Linked DNA regions of Drosophila melanogaster: region 2 is linked to region 1. The links are chromatin contacts, called in public Hi-C maps. All regions are on one chromosome and are shown on one strand. Each heading gives the region's core, a stretch centred on a gene start, on an enhancer-like site or on the middle of the called end of the contact. The rest is flanking DNA. Distances are from core to core; before and after follow the strand shown.

What was found. Hi-C and Micro-C count contacts between places; a contact is called where the count stands out from the background.
Region 2: a contact with region 1 is called in a Hi-C map of the Kc167 cell line, with 2.0 times the contacts expected there. The contact joins the promoter of bur here to the promoter of CG15130 in region 1. A contact is called at or near these places in 2 of 107 Hi-C or Micro-C datasets (the Kc167 cell line and embryo).

What each region holds. Positions count from the first base shown.
Region 1 is chr2L:20,421,021-20,427,567 of dm6, forward strand. It overlaps CG15130, which reads right to left and starts at 3,640. Exons shown (of 3, transcript NM_136190.3): 1 at 3,468-3,640; 2 at 3,255-3,407; 3 at 2,086-2,253. The coding sequence starts at 3,579. The coding sequence ends at 2,165. Arpc2 (Actin-related protein 2/3 complex, subunit 2) reads left to right here. Exons shown (of 8, transcript NM_001299173.1): 5 at 1-97; 6 at 1,125-1,216; 7 at 1,282-1,391; 8 at 1,449-2,007. The coding sequence ends at 1,476. snoRNA:Psi18S-640e (a small nucleolar RNA gene) reads left to right here and starts at 131; the gene lies at 131-254. snoRNA:Psi18S-525h (a small nucleolar RNA gene) reads left to right here and starts at 284; the gene lies at 284-418. It also overlaps snoRNA:Psi18S-640f, snoRNA:Psi18S-525i, snoRNA:Psi18S-640g, snoRNA:Psi18S-525j and a transcript of CG31688 not described here.
Region 2 is chr2L:21,174,508-21,181,292 of dm6, forward strand. bur (burgundy) reads right to left here and starts at 5,176. Exons shown (of 10, transcript NM_001299191.1): 1 at 4,823-5,176; 2 at 3,064-3,171; 3 at 2,698-3,002; 4 at 2,164-2,464; 5 at 2,002-2,098; 6 at 1,500-1,869; 7 at 1,234-1,426; 8 at 773-1,174; 9 at 526-717; 10 at 1-468. The coding sequence starts at 3,153. The coding sequence ends at 367. Mcm10 (Minichromosome maintenance 10) reads left to right here and starts at 5,426. Exons shown (of 2, transcript NM_136253.4): 1 at 5,426-6,685; 2 at 6,746-6,785. The coding sequence starts at 5,524. scaRNA:PsiU2-38.40.42 (small Cajal body-specific RNA : PsiU2-38.40.42) reads right to left here and starts at 2,669; the gene lies at 2,533-2,669. It also overlaps asRNA:CR44911.

The DNA.
Region 1 (6,547 bases), core at 2,390-4,889:
ACCGCACCACAAGTGCTCTTTTCGCACCGAGAACCACCATTGGAATTGGCCAACACGGACGCTAGGGTGGGCGACAACATTGGCTATGTCACATTCGGTATGTTAAAGGTTGAATGGTAAACCATGTGCTGTGGAGCCAAAGTTTACACGTTAAAGTGCATTTGTCTTTTCCATGTCTACAAGGCTCCATATAAATAGTATCGTTAAAATCATCTTGAACATTCTAGTTTATAAATATATCCAATGATAAATACTTCCGCGCACAATAATGCATTAAAGTCACCTGTGGAGTCAAAGTGGCATGTTTTAAATTACAATTTGAATTGTGTCTCAAATGCTCCAATATCAACAAGATATGCGAACGGCATCCTGAATAATCAATCATATTATAGCAGATGACTTGTGTTTGTGTACAGTAACACACCAACCCAGAATCCCCAAGCTGAATTGTTCAGTGGAGACAAAGTTTACATTTTAACAGTATTATCGTTTTTATGTCTACAATGCTCCGAAATCAATATCCGATCCAATTATCCAAAGCAGTCTTATATTTCCTTGGATGATTTCTTTCGTTACAAAAATGTCAGTATATTCCATATGGAGTTAAAGTGGCATATTTTTAATACTTACCCTAAATCTGTGTCTCTAAAGCTCCAATATTAAATAAATAGACAATCGGCATCCTGAATAATCAATCATATTATAGCAGATGACTTGTGTTTGTGTACAGTAAAAGAATATCTTAGACTGCCTTTTTTAAATGGAGACAAAGTTTACATGTTAACAATATTATCGTTTTCGTGTCTACAATGCTCCAAAATCAATATATTCGATCGAATCATCCGAAGCAGTCTTATATTTCCTTGGATGATTTCTTTGGTGCACAGTGCACAGCTAATGTAATCCCAATGGAGTTAAAGTGGCATATTTTGTATACCTTCCTTCAATTTGTGTCTCTAATGCTCCAATATTAAATAAGTAGACGAACGGCATCCTGAATAATCAATCATATTATCGCAGATGACTTGTGTTTGTGTACAGTACTTCTTAGAATTGAACCGATGTTACACTTTGAAATATCCAAAAGAAACAAAATAGTAACGACTCATACTTGTTTTTTGCAGTACTCTTCCCTCGGCATACCAACAAAGAAACAAGGGACAATACCATTAACTTAATTCACATGTTCCGAGATTACTTGCACTACCACATTAAGGTAAGTGTTGTATGCAGCTATGCAAAAATATCTTTTATATATTTGAAATATGCATTTTTGAGCAGTGTTCAAAGGCTTACATTCATTCGCGCATGCGAGCAAAAACCTCGGATTTCCTCAAGGTGCTAAATCGTGCAAGGCCAGAGCCCAAAAACACGGAGAAGAAAACTATAACGTGAGCATTGGACTTTCCATAACGAATTCTGATTACTAACTCGTGTTCTTTTTGCAGGGGGAGAACTTTCAAGCGCATCGATTGATGTGTTCAGTATATTTAGTTGTTTTTATATAAATACAAAAAATAAATTGTGTATTAAAATTCGATATCCGAATGGTGAATCCAACATAAACTAAACCAGATTGCAAGACAAACCCAAGTATTCCAAACAGAACCGTAAGGCTAAATGTAAGCTCAGCAAAATAATGATCAAAGAATTAATAGTTACGCGTTAGTAAATGAATTGTGTGTGTTTGTGTCGAGTCATCGTCAAATCCGTGTCTCCGCCAATTTGTTACAGTCATAGGCCGAGTCAGCGCCACAGCTGAGCCGCATTTTAAACAAATAAACGTAGACTTAAGTGCAACATGAGAACTAAAACTACCATGTCAAAGCGAGCAACACGACTAAGGGATGCCACCAACTTGTTATATAGTCGCAATGGAGGATTCATCCCCGCAATTAGCCTGTATGTGTAGAAAGCGCATTTAAAAACGTACTGCAAATATTAACAAACCTTTGATACAGCAATCGGAATTAATAAAAACGAGAAAATCAAACTGCAATGTAAAATAAAAAAAGGGACACTCTTTTAATCTCTAGCTAGCTGCAGACGCTCGAATACACTTTATTTTCTAGCTTATTAGCTTTTAATTGCACATAATGTCTTAAATGTTACTAATATTTCGCTTAGGTATACCATCTCCGCTGCACAATACTATAACAGGCACTTAGATCTTAAACTTAACATTCTGCTTCGCGTTCATGCTCTCCATGCTGACCTGGAAGTTGAGATAGTCGCTCTGGATGCGGGCACACACTGAAAGAAATGTGTTGGGTAAACTAAGTTGGGACTGAGGAGCGCTTTGACTGTTACTATTGAGATGTGCTACTTACTTACAGTGGCAGTGTTCATTGCGATAGAGAGTTTACTGCTTAAGTACTTCCGATAGTTTGTACAGGGTGCGGGTGAATTTACAGAGCCCCTAGGGATCATCGTACTGTTCCAATTTGATATAAGCAAGTGCTGTGATAGAGAAGCGGCAGGGCGAGATGGATAGAATAAGTGAGTAAATCGCTTAACACTGGGAAAAATTCGTTCCAAGCATGCGAAGAGTTCTCATAAATTTGGAACAAGTCCAAAACTCAAGAAGATACTGACTTGAAATGCAATTTTGATTATTATTCTATTAGAAGAAGATAACTGAGAGTGAATATTTTGAATTTGAAATATTTTAAAATAACGTAACAATATTAAAAAACCATTTCAGTCGAAATTAAATTGATTACTGGTGGGATAACTGAAGATCAAAGTTTTGTATCGCAAGCTACTACTTTTCCGTTTATGTTATTTTAAGCCCCTTTTTATAAATTTGCTATCAAGATTGGAAAACAGAAGTGCTTTTCGTCCAATTGTGGTTCGGAACTTATCTTAAATGGTTGTAATGCCATAAAATACTACAATTAACAAGTTATTTAGACACCTAATTATTCAGCTGACTAGCATCTCTCTATAAGAAATCCCTTCACATTCAAAAACTTCAGAAAGAATTTTTCTCAGTGTGAGGTAACTAGCGTGCGACAAGAGGAGTCAGCTGGAGGAGTCGTTTATCATTTTGTATATATACAAATGCGTGAACTCGTGTGGGAGGTGGGTGGTGGATGGGCGGGATAGTGAGGATGGGTAGGAGGAGCTCCAGACAGGAAAAGGGCTTGGCTCGCATTAGGGTGACAGCGAAAGTGGGGCAGTTGGTACACAGGTTTTCTACGCGATGTGTATGTATGAGCGGGGGTAATGAGATGGCGGAGCCACTTTCTCACCCTTCTGCAGGTCCATGTCGTCCATTTCGGAGTTCTTGATCTGCTGCAGCTTCTCGCGGAACTTCTTTGTGATCTGCTTGCGCTGGTAGTCCGCCTCGATTTCCTGCTTGGTGCGCGGTATACGGAAGCGAATGCAGCAGCATACCATAATCACTGCGGCAATGATTCGATTAAACTGTGTCCAGACCGAAGCTACAGCTATGATGTACTCACTTATTAGGAGGAGGACACCCAGAACGGCGGCGATAATGTGCCACACTCGGAAGCCCGCTATGACCACACTTTCCAGCCACATTTCATCGAAGATATCCGAATCGTCATCCATTTTCCGCTTGGTTTGTGAGCTCTGTCAGGTGCTGGAACCGCGGAGCTGCTCCCAAAACACGTCCGGCTGCCTGGCCAATCCAGTTCCTACTGCTGGCCCAGGAACTGGTCCGAACTGGCCTGTCCCACCAAATAAGTTGGTAAGGGAGGCGCGGCCCAACACACTCCCTTCCTTCTGGAAAAATAATTCGCGGGGTGTATCCATGTGGCGGCAAAATGGCTAACTTGTAAAATAACAAACAATGGAGCCATCCCCTCCTGTGGACAAATGAAGCCTGAAACTAGAAAAGGCAATGATAGATATTTTACTAGACACAGGGCAGGATTGCTTCGGATGGAGGAATCTGGAACACCTTTGTCCTTACGAAACTTGCAATAGTTAGTCCTTAACAACTAACAAGTTCATGTTCTGAACATAAGGTATATTTGGAAAAAACGATAAAAACCTTTTTTAAAAACCTTCATTTGATTTTAAAGTGGTAAAATTATACAGTTCCTAAATATCTGTATAAAGTATTATGAACAAACTCAACCTCCTTTGTAAAAATCCGTCCCTGGTACATTGTGAATATGAATGCTAAAATGACAACAAACTCGACTCGAGTCCAAGAAAATGGGTGCGGTGCCGCATGCCTCAGGATAAAGACCCACTCACTTTACATACCGCAAGGATCGGGGGCGCAACAGCGGGGAATCGCGGGGCCAGGACAGTCCTCCCCCAACAAAGGACAACATGCAAGTGGTTAGTTAAACGGGCATGGTCACCTGCTGGTCACACCCAATTGGTTTTGTTACTTTCCGCGCTCGCTGAGATGCTAACTACTAAGGTCTGGGCGGGATTTGGAGGCGCCGGAATATGGCCTAATGACTGTAGAATGAAGGAATTGGCGTCCGGTCTTATGTGTGACTGCAATTACTCAATCAGACTGAGGGGACGTGGTCCTTTTGTCCCTTTATATACGTCTTCCAGATAAACAATTGTTATGAAGCCACTGAGGAAAGTCTGCTGGCTTACTTATAGTTGTTTTGTGATGGCGAATTTTAATAATATTATTAAATCTTAAGTAAATAAGAGTAAATCACAATTAACCGCAACTTTAGCGGATACTGCAATCGGATGTCTGGCAAAATTGTTCATAATTTTCCTGATCGGATATAAAACGGAGTTCGATGATGCTTCTAGATCCATTAGCATCCATGATGAGGACGATATGGTGTGCGAGCAGGCCGAGAAGGGTGCCCACTTGCCAGTACCATCTACACCATCTACCACTTTTTTTATTCACTGAATGAGAGTTTTCCTGGAAGTAATCGTTTGATCAAAACATTTATTGAGGTGTTAACTTAGCCCATTAGGTACATACGTTTCGAAACTCTAAACTTAGTTTTAAAGAACCGCGTAGTGCTTATCGAAAGGTGGCGCCACCTGGAAGGACGAAACTCGCGATGGCATTGGCCGAACCGTTCACAATGGACCCCAAAATGGCACTCGCTGGGATTGAGGCGCTTGCGCAGGAGCACTCAGTGTCGCCCCAGCGAGTTGGGGCAGCACTCATTCACCTACTCATTCAACAAAATGTGTGCTGTGTGCTATCCCGAATCAGTTTCAGTTCAGGCTCTCGTTCGGTGGCACATCGGTGGCGCTCGTCGCAGAAAAGGCATGCAGAGAAAATTTAGAAAGTAGTTGCTGAAAAAAGCAGAGCGCAGCCAACCCAAGCAGAGGAACACTGGGGGAAAATCGAAACCGAGGGGCGATTATATTGCGAATCGGATGGATCATATATCCGCGCTGTGGCATTATCCTTCGGATCGAATCGAGGCGAAATCGAATTGAGTCGGGCTCGGGCCAGTGCCAGTGTGTGTGTGCTAGTGAGTGCCAGTTCCGAGTGTGTGTGAGTGTGCGGAGTACATATGTAATAGGGCCATGAAGTTTTATTGAAAAACGAGGCAGAGACAAGGCGAAAGGCCATAAGAATTGGGCCCGCAGCCCCCCGGAAGACCCCGACACGCCCCTTCGCAAGGAGTCGCTGTGTAGCTGTGAAAAAAGCGTGCCCCATGCAGCAGAACTGTGCCCATGTGGCTCCGAATGGGAGGAGTCGCCCATTTGGTAACGGTAACGTCGTGCAGCTGAAAAATTCCCAATCAGAAATCTGTTGAACGAAAATCGAAGAGGGTCGAGTAAAAACCTATATGTACATACATACATACATATATGCATATGCATATGCATATGCACCTCCAATAGTCGCGTATAAAATAAATCAGAAAGTACAACAAATTGCTCAACTTGCTGTGTGCGAAAAATCGGGCCAAAATGTGCGAGCGTGTGCGTAAAGTGCGTGGGTGTGTGTGAAAGGTGTAAAAAATGTACATTCTGTGAATTGGCCACATAAAAAAAAGAGGAAAAAGAAAAGGAAAACGAATACGAGTAACGAGTGTAACGACAGACGTTATATTCGGAGGCGATTCGTAGTTCTTGTTTTTGTTGCCACTTCGTTGTTTGCCCGCAAGAGGAAGGCAACAACTTAGGCCCCAAAATGCCCAGAGATCTCGACTCCGGCTCCAGTTCCAAGACCGATTCCATAACCGATTCCGTCTCCGCTTCCGGCACCAACTCCGGCGAATCCGGGGTTGGCAATAGCTATATTCCCGGGCAGCAGCAGCAGCGTCAGCACCTCCACCAGCCTACTTCGCGCCCACCCACGCTGTGAATCCCCACAAATCTGACTCAGATTCAGATTTAGATAGCGATTCAGATTCAGATACAGATTCAGACAAAGATCAAAGTCCAAGAATCTCCAGCACCTACCTGCAAGCGCCACTGCAATTAGACGCATATTATCCACAAATCAATATTAATCACCAAATCAGCAAAGTAAGCACCGCTTTTCGTTTGTTCGAGCCACACACGCCAAACATAAAGCCAATCAAAACCCATAGAATGCACATACGAGCGCTTTTGTTTTGAC
Region 2 (6,785 bases), core at 3,926-6,425, 760 kb after region 1:
AAACATGAAAATGTACATAAGTGTTATTGGCAAATAGTTTACCATCTGTTTTAGATCTTGATACACATACGTGCATCATCGATATAAAGAACCTGAATTGTTTTTAAATTTCGAAGCGGCAGTTGCAGTTCTGTATTTGCGCCTCATGAATTGCTCGTTTAACGTGTCTCTCTAAAAGGCAGGAGCAGCTGTGAAGTGCTCGAAGGCAAGGGTCGATCCGTCCGCCGTTGGATCTTTATCCTTCCTGACCGTCCATTGATTGGCCATTGTCCTATTATCGAGAGCCCGCCGCTTATTGGTTGGTTGATTATTTTTTCTCTCATCTATTTTTATGAAATGGCTGTTAAAAATTTTGGTTTGAACGCATCATTCCCATTCGGTGGTGCCCGGCGGCTTGGCTGTCAAGTCGTACAGCACCCTCGAGATTCCATCCAGCTTGGATATATCGCGTACAATTTGATTTAGGACCTTTGAGCAGGAAAAGATTAAATATACATTTTTCAGAAAGATTGAAAACTGACTCACTTGCAAAGGCATTTGCACGGATCCGGGCTCAGCCGGCACACCAGTCATAAAGTCGTTCGTTATGAACGGACGCAGCACTACCGACCTTCTGCACGAGGGTGTGCGGTTAATGGGATCGCGGTCAAAGTGCACGGGTATGAGAACAACAGGCATCTGCGAGATCTTCCGGTATAGTCCAGCTTGCATTATGATCTAAAACGGTTATGATATAATACATTTTATTTATTTCTATGACAAATCCACTTACTTCATTGGCAATATCATCGGCTTGCCTCAGCTGCGAAAGAACTACAGTATTCAGTGTGGTGTGCGTAATATCCGTCACTAGATACTGTACGGGTTCGCCGAAGATATAGCACACCCTGTTCACGTTGTGCAGAATTCGCGGTATGATTTTGGCGAGGAAGAGAAGATCCTGCCAGTTGGGCTCCTGGCTCGTGGATAGGCCTACTACGTAGCTATATGACCGTTTATCACCTTGCACGCCCACTGATCGGATGGGCAGCAAAGTTGCCTGGATCTGCGAGTTCGATGAGATACGCATAAGGTCTTTCTGTTCCGCCTCGCTCGTGGCCGCCGTTACGCGGTTGATCAAAGCATGGTTCTTCTGCAGTTTATTCTTGTAGTCTACAATCACGCGGATAATAACCTACAATTAAATAGTATATTTATTATAATAACTTTGACAGCAATTAATTGTTAACATGCCTGAGTTTCTGAGTAGTCCTTTTCCATGTATGCCTCCTCAGCGCAAAGGACGCGGATTGCCAGGCCAGGACCCGGAAAGGGTTGCCTCTCCACAAGCTCTTGAGGCAGGCCAAGATCATTGCCAAGGTCGCGCACTTCATCCTTATGAAAGTCGCAAAGGGGCTCAACCACACGTCCTGCGTTACGAAGCTCTCTGAAGAAATGAATTACAAAAAATAAGCTGATCACTAAAATTTGGTTAGGAATTTAGACTTTTGCTTTTTTACCTGATCAGATCCGTGTCATTGTGGTGCGTTTTGATTGTTTCTGCATTCGTGCTCACCATGCTAGAGGCGGACTCGATCAGATCTGGTCGGAGGGTTCCCTGGGCCAACATAACTTCTTCGGGCTTTAGTTTCAATTCGGCTACTACATCATTGGTCACCTTGACGAATATATCACCAATTATCTTGCGTTTTTCCTCCGGATTGTATGTCTGACATAACATCGGCGTTTCCACCACGGAGTACTGTCCGGGCCTCTTGACCTGCGTGGTGCCTTTAAGGAACGTGTAGCCTTCTTTTCGGACGATTAAATCAATGCCAATATCGCGCAGTGAACGCTCCACCTTTTCACTTTCCTTCTTGCGCATGAAACCTTGAAGTAAGGGATAAAATATTAGGTTTTAAAGTACAAATGATATAAATTCGGTATTCACCGAGTTAATGAATTATTTGACGTAGAAAAAATATAAATGAATAAATTTCGCTAATCTGTCTACTGTCATACCATTATCTACATGCACGGCAATTATCTGATGAGGGTACAAAGCACGGCGGAGCAAAGCTGCACAGACACTCGAATCCACGCCGCCGCTGACCAGGAGCTGTAAAATGTAGATTGTATTGAGATATTCATGTCTTGATTGAAAATTTATTTTCCCAAACTCACCAACACCTTATTGTTGCCCACTTTCTCACGGATATAGCGTATGCACTCCTCCTTTCGACTACCCATGGTAAAGTTAGGTGTCAGTTCGCAGATTTCGTACAGGAAGTTCGATAGCATCTGTTTGCCATTGATAGTGAGGTCCACCTCAGGATGGAACTGTACGCCGTAGATGCGTAGTACTTCATTGTAAATGGCTGTCACAATGCGGTTTGTAGACCAGCCACCAATCTTCAGATTCTCGCCTACCCTCTCAACGCTATCTCCGTGGGTTAACAGCACGGACTGTGTGCGACTGAGGCGACTGCGGGAAACGAAGATGTTATGTTTGTTAATTGCATGTATTAGAATAATTAATGGTAATGATAGATAATATGTTAGGCCACGTGTAGATCAGTTTATAAACTACTCTAAACTAAACTGTTCTTGGCTTTAAAATTGTTCTGGCAGCATTGTATCAGCGCTTAGGTAAACGCATTTAAGCCTAAGCACTTTCTTGTTGCTGCTTGTTTTGGGAATCAATATTTCCTGGCTCACCTAAAGAGCGGGCACGAGGTCTCGATCTCGATATTTTGTTGGCCATCCTCTCGAACATCCTTCTTGAGCACTGTGCCCCCGAACTCTTTGTTGATTAGCTGCATGCCGTAGCAGATGCCCAGCATAGGTATTTTTAGCTTGAACAGATCGGGATCATAGCTGGGCGCATCCTCAGCGTAGACTGAGTTGGGTCCGCCGGAGATGATGATGCCTCGATAGCCATTGTTGCGTATCGTGGCAGCTGGCGTATCCAGAGGAAGGATATCCGTCTCAACGAAGAGTTCGCGTACCTTACGGTCGATAACCTGCGGAGAAACCAGGACCATTTTAAGAAGAGGTTAAAACTACTCTTGGTTTTAAGCTTACCTTGCCGTACTGTGCTCCCGCATCAAGTATAACAATCTTATCATGCCGCAGGCCATTCTCTGCTGTGCCCAGAAAAATGTTTGAGTTCATTTCTTTATCGTTGCAGCACTGAAAAGAGCAAAGATTTGAGTGTCAGTCAAGCAATCGCAGAAACAAACACCGAATCTCGACTGGCTGGTAAACGCGCTTCTGCTGCTTATTTATACTCCAATTGTGGCTGCAATCGACGCTACAGAAACAAGGCTAAAAGCTGGCTAGGAGGTGGGGAAAATAGGTTTCGGATTGGGGCAATCGCGGAGATTGAGATTTGTGGTACAGAAGGCTCACATACCGGCAATATCTTGTGGAGCACTCGCAGAAACATTCAACATGCAGCTGGCCAGGACGCTCTACGATAGACAATAAACATTGGCAAATATTTTCTTGTCACAGAAAGATGATTTGTGCAATGTGGAAAGAAATTTACAAGCGACGAAAAACAAGGCCGAGAGACGCCTACCAAAAATGATTCGCTGTGCATCGCGACGATTACGTTCTGTGGGTATTATTTATTTGACCAAATATAAAACATTTACGTATATGAATAAGCCTATAACTTAATCTTAATAATACCTGTTTATTTAACCGTGGTTAGAATTTAAGACAGAGTGTATTCACAGCCAGCATAAAATCATAGATACCATAGGAAAAAGTGCTCCAAATGATCATAGTTTGGTTTTTTAAAATAATATTAAATAGATATAATTTTTGTATAATTTTGGTCAACAGACTGAATTTGGATTAACAACATGAAAAACGAATTTTTGTGCCAGGAGTATCTGTCAATGCTATATACTTCTACATACTAAAGTAGATTATCAAAGCATGGAAGTTAACATTTAATTTTATAGACACATTTGTCCCATCAAAGAATTTAGAAAAACAGCAGGTCAGGAACATGCTTTTCGAATTCCCGAAGTAATCGGCGACTTAGTACATATATTTTAAAATACAAATTTCGATGCATGAGGATGAGGATGTGAGGAGGAAACGGAACGTAATGGTGATGGGGTCAGGGGGGAGGGCGCCGGCTACTGACCGCCAGATGACAGGCGAAAATACTAAGAGGAGAGTGGCAGCGGAAGCGAGAGAGAGCGAAAGATGAGCGGAGAAAAATGGCAGGTAAACGAAAACAGAGCTGAAAAGTGCACAAGTAAAATAGAAAACAAAAATAAACAACAACAATCCAGGAGACAAATCGACGGTAGCAAGTCTTCTTGTTTGCCATTTATTTTCTCTTGAAGTGTGTAAAAACGCAGCAGCAGCAATATGAAAAGCCTCTCCGAAGGTTAGGAGTGCATTAGGTCACTGAAGCGATGCGATGTCTGTGATGTAAGCCGTGCTCCTCCTTTGGCTCTCTCTCATTTTTGATAACAACATGCAAGAGGTTATCAGAAACGGCACAAACCACAGCAACAACAACTAAAGAGGGCGGCCGCGTGGTTGTAATTTAATACACATGCAGAAGGCACGCACACTTACACACGTGGAGCCGCCAACAAGCGGCGCTTATAACCACAAAATGGCCACGGGATATATTTGCAAAACATTTAAAAAATTGCAAATGCGGAGAACAAAAAATCGCAACAAAAGCAAAGGCAAATGCGGTTGAAGCTAATTTGCGAATTCAACGGGCGGGGTGCGGAATTGTGGGCGGAGCAGCACCGCATGGCGATTTGGCTGGGATCGGGGATCTTTTTCGCCATATTGCGACTCTCACCTTCTCTCGTTTTAGCCTGGCTGCGGTTTTCCAGAACCGGGAAGTCCGTCGGCAAGGCCGTGGAATACCGTGACAAGCAGCGCAAGACTTTGTCTTAAGACGAAATTCGCGATCCGTTGTTTGCGGTCCCCCGTTTTCCTTCCTCACGCACACACTCAAAATTTCTTCGGCTGCTGCAGCTTCTTTTCCGCGTATCCAGGGCTGCTCGACACAGCTGGCGATGAAATCCCTGTGATTTTCACGGCTGCGTTATTATGGCCGCTTCCAGGGACTTTCCTTTTGGATTTCCTGCAGTTTTTTCGCGAATTAAAGCCGAAAGATGACTTATTGACGAGCGGATGACCATATTTCGGATTTGGGAAAAATCCAGCTGTGCTGCAAACGAAAAATACCAGCTGTGAACGTTTTTGGTATTAATATTTACCAAATAAATAAATTTATATTTATTTCGAAAACAATGAAAATTCCTTAATAACATTACATTACTTCTTTATTAGGAGTGCTTAAGTATTCTTTTAAATAATGAATTATAATTAAAATTATAATCTGTTTGTACAGTGTTGACAAACGAGCACTTTTTGTAGAACCATATACATTACCCGGTCACACTGAGCCCGCCAAAACAGATATGTTATTGCGCTTATTTAGAAAACCAAGAAAAAACACGAGAACACGTGAAAATACAAATCTACCCAAATGAAATGGGTCCTGCTCAGAAATCCGGAACAGATATTAGTATCGATGATGAGGAGGAAATACTGGCTCTGGAAAAACTACTGGGTGCAGCAGAAAACGAAAATACAAAATCTGCAGAGTCAGAAAAAGCAAAACCCACCGCACCCATTTTGGTGCCAAAACTACGAGAAGACAACAGTTTTGCTAATGCCTTCACCTTCGAGAAGATCGTGAAACCGGAAAAGCAGAAGAATGCTGCTATCATTAAGGAACCAGAGCTGGACTCGTCCGACGACGAGGAGGTAAAGAACTTCCTGGAACGAAAGTACAATGAGTACGGCAGTGATATAAACAAGAGACTGAAGCAGCAGCAGGAGAACGCCTACGAGTCCAAGGTGGCGAGGGAGGTGGATCAGGAGCTTAAGAAGTCTATCCACGTGGTTACATCCACCCCGCAACCCCTGAAAAATCCGCATAATCCTATTAAACGGCAATCGGCGGTGAGCACCACGTTTCAACGTCCTCCGCCAGTCGCTGCCGCCGTGGCATCTACATCCCAGTCAAGTGCTCCCGTATCTGCTGTTTTTACGGATCCAGTCTTCGGACTGCGCATGATCAATCCGCTAGTCTCCAGCTCACTGCTGCAGGAGCGCATGACGGGCAGGAAACCTGTGCCCTTCTCAGGCGTTGCGTATCACATCGAGCGAGGCGATTTGGCCAAAGATTGGGTCATTGCTGGCGCGCTGGTTTCCAAAAATCCTGTAAAAAACACCAAGAAGGGTGATCCCTACTCCACGTGGAAACTATCCGATCTACGGGGAGAGGTTAAAACGATCTCACTTTTCCTTTTTAAAGAGGCCCACAAATCCCTGTGGAAAACAGCGGAGGGTCTGTGCTTGGCTGTGTTGAATCCAACTATTTTCGAGAGGAGAGCGGGAAGCTCCGATGTGGCCTGCCTATCCATCGATAGCTCCCAGAAAGTCATGATCCTGGGTCAATCCAAAGATTTGGGCACATGTCGGGCCACCAAAAAAAATGGGGACAAGTGCACTTCGGTGGTTAACCTAACCGACTGTGATTATTGCATTTTTCATGTAAAGCAGGAATATGGCAAGATGTCCCGACGTTCTGAACTGCAATCGGCGACCGCAGGTCGTGGTATCAATGAACTAAGAAACAAGGTTTTGGGTAGGTAGACTTTGATTTTGAAGAAAACTCAATATAACTTAGTTTTTTCTTTATGTTAAGGCAAAAACGAGGTATTTTACGGCGGCCAAACATTTACTGC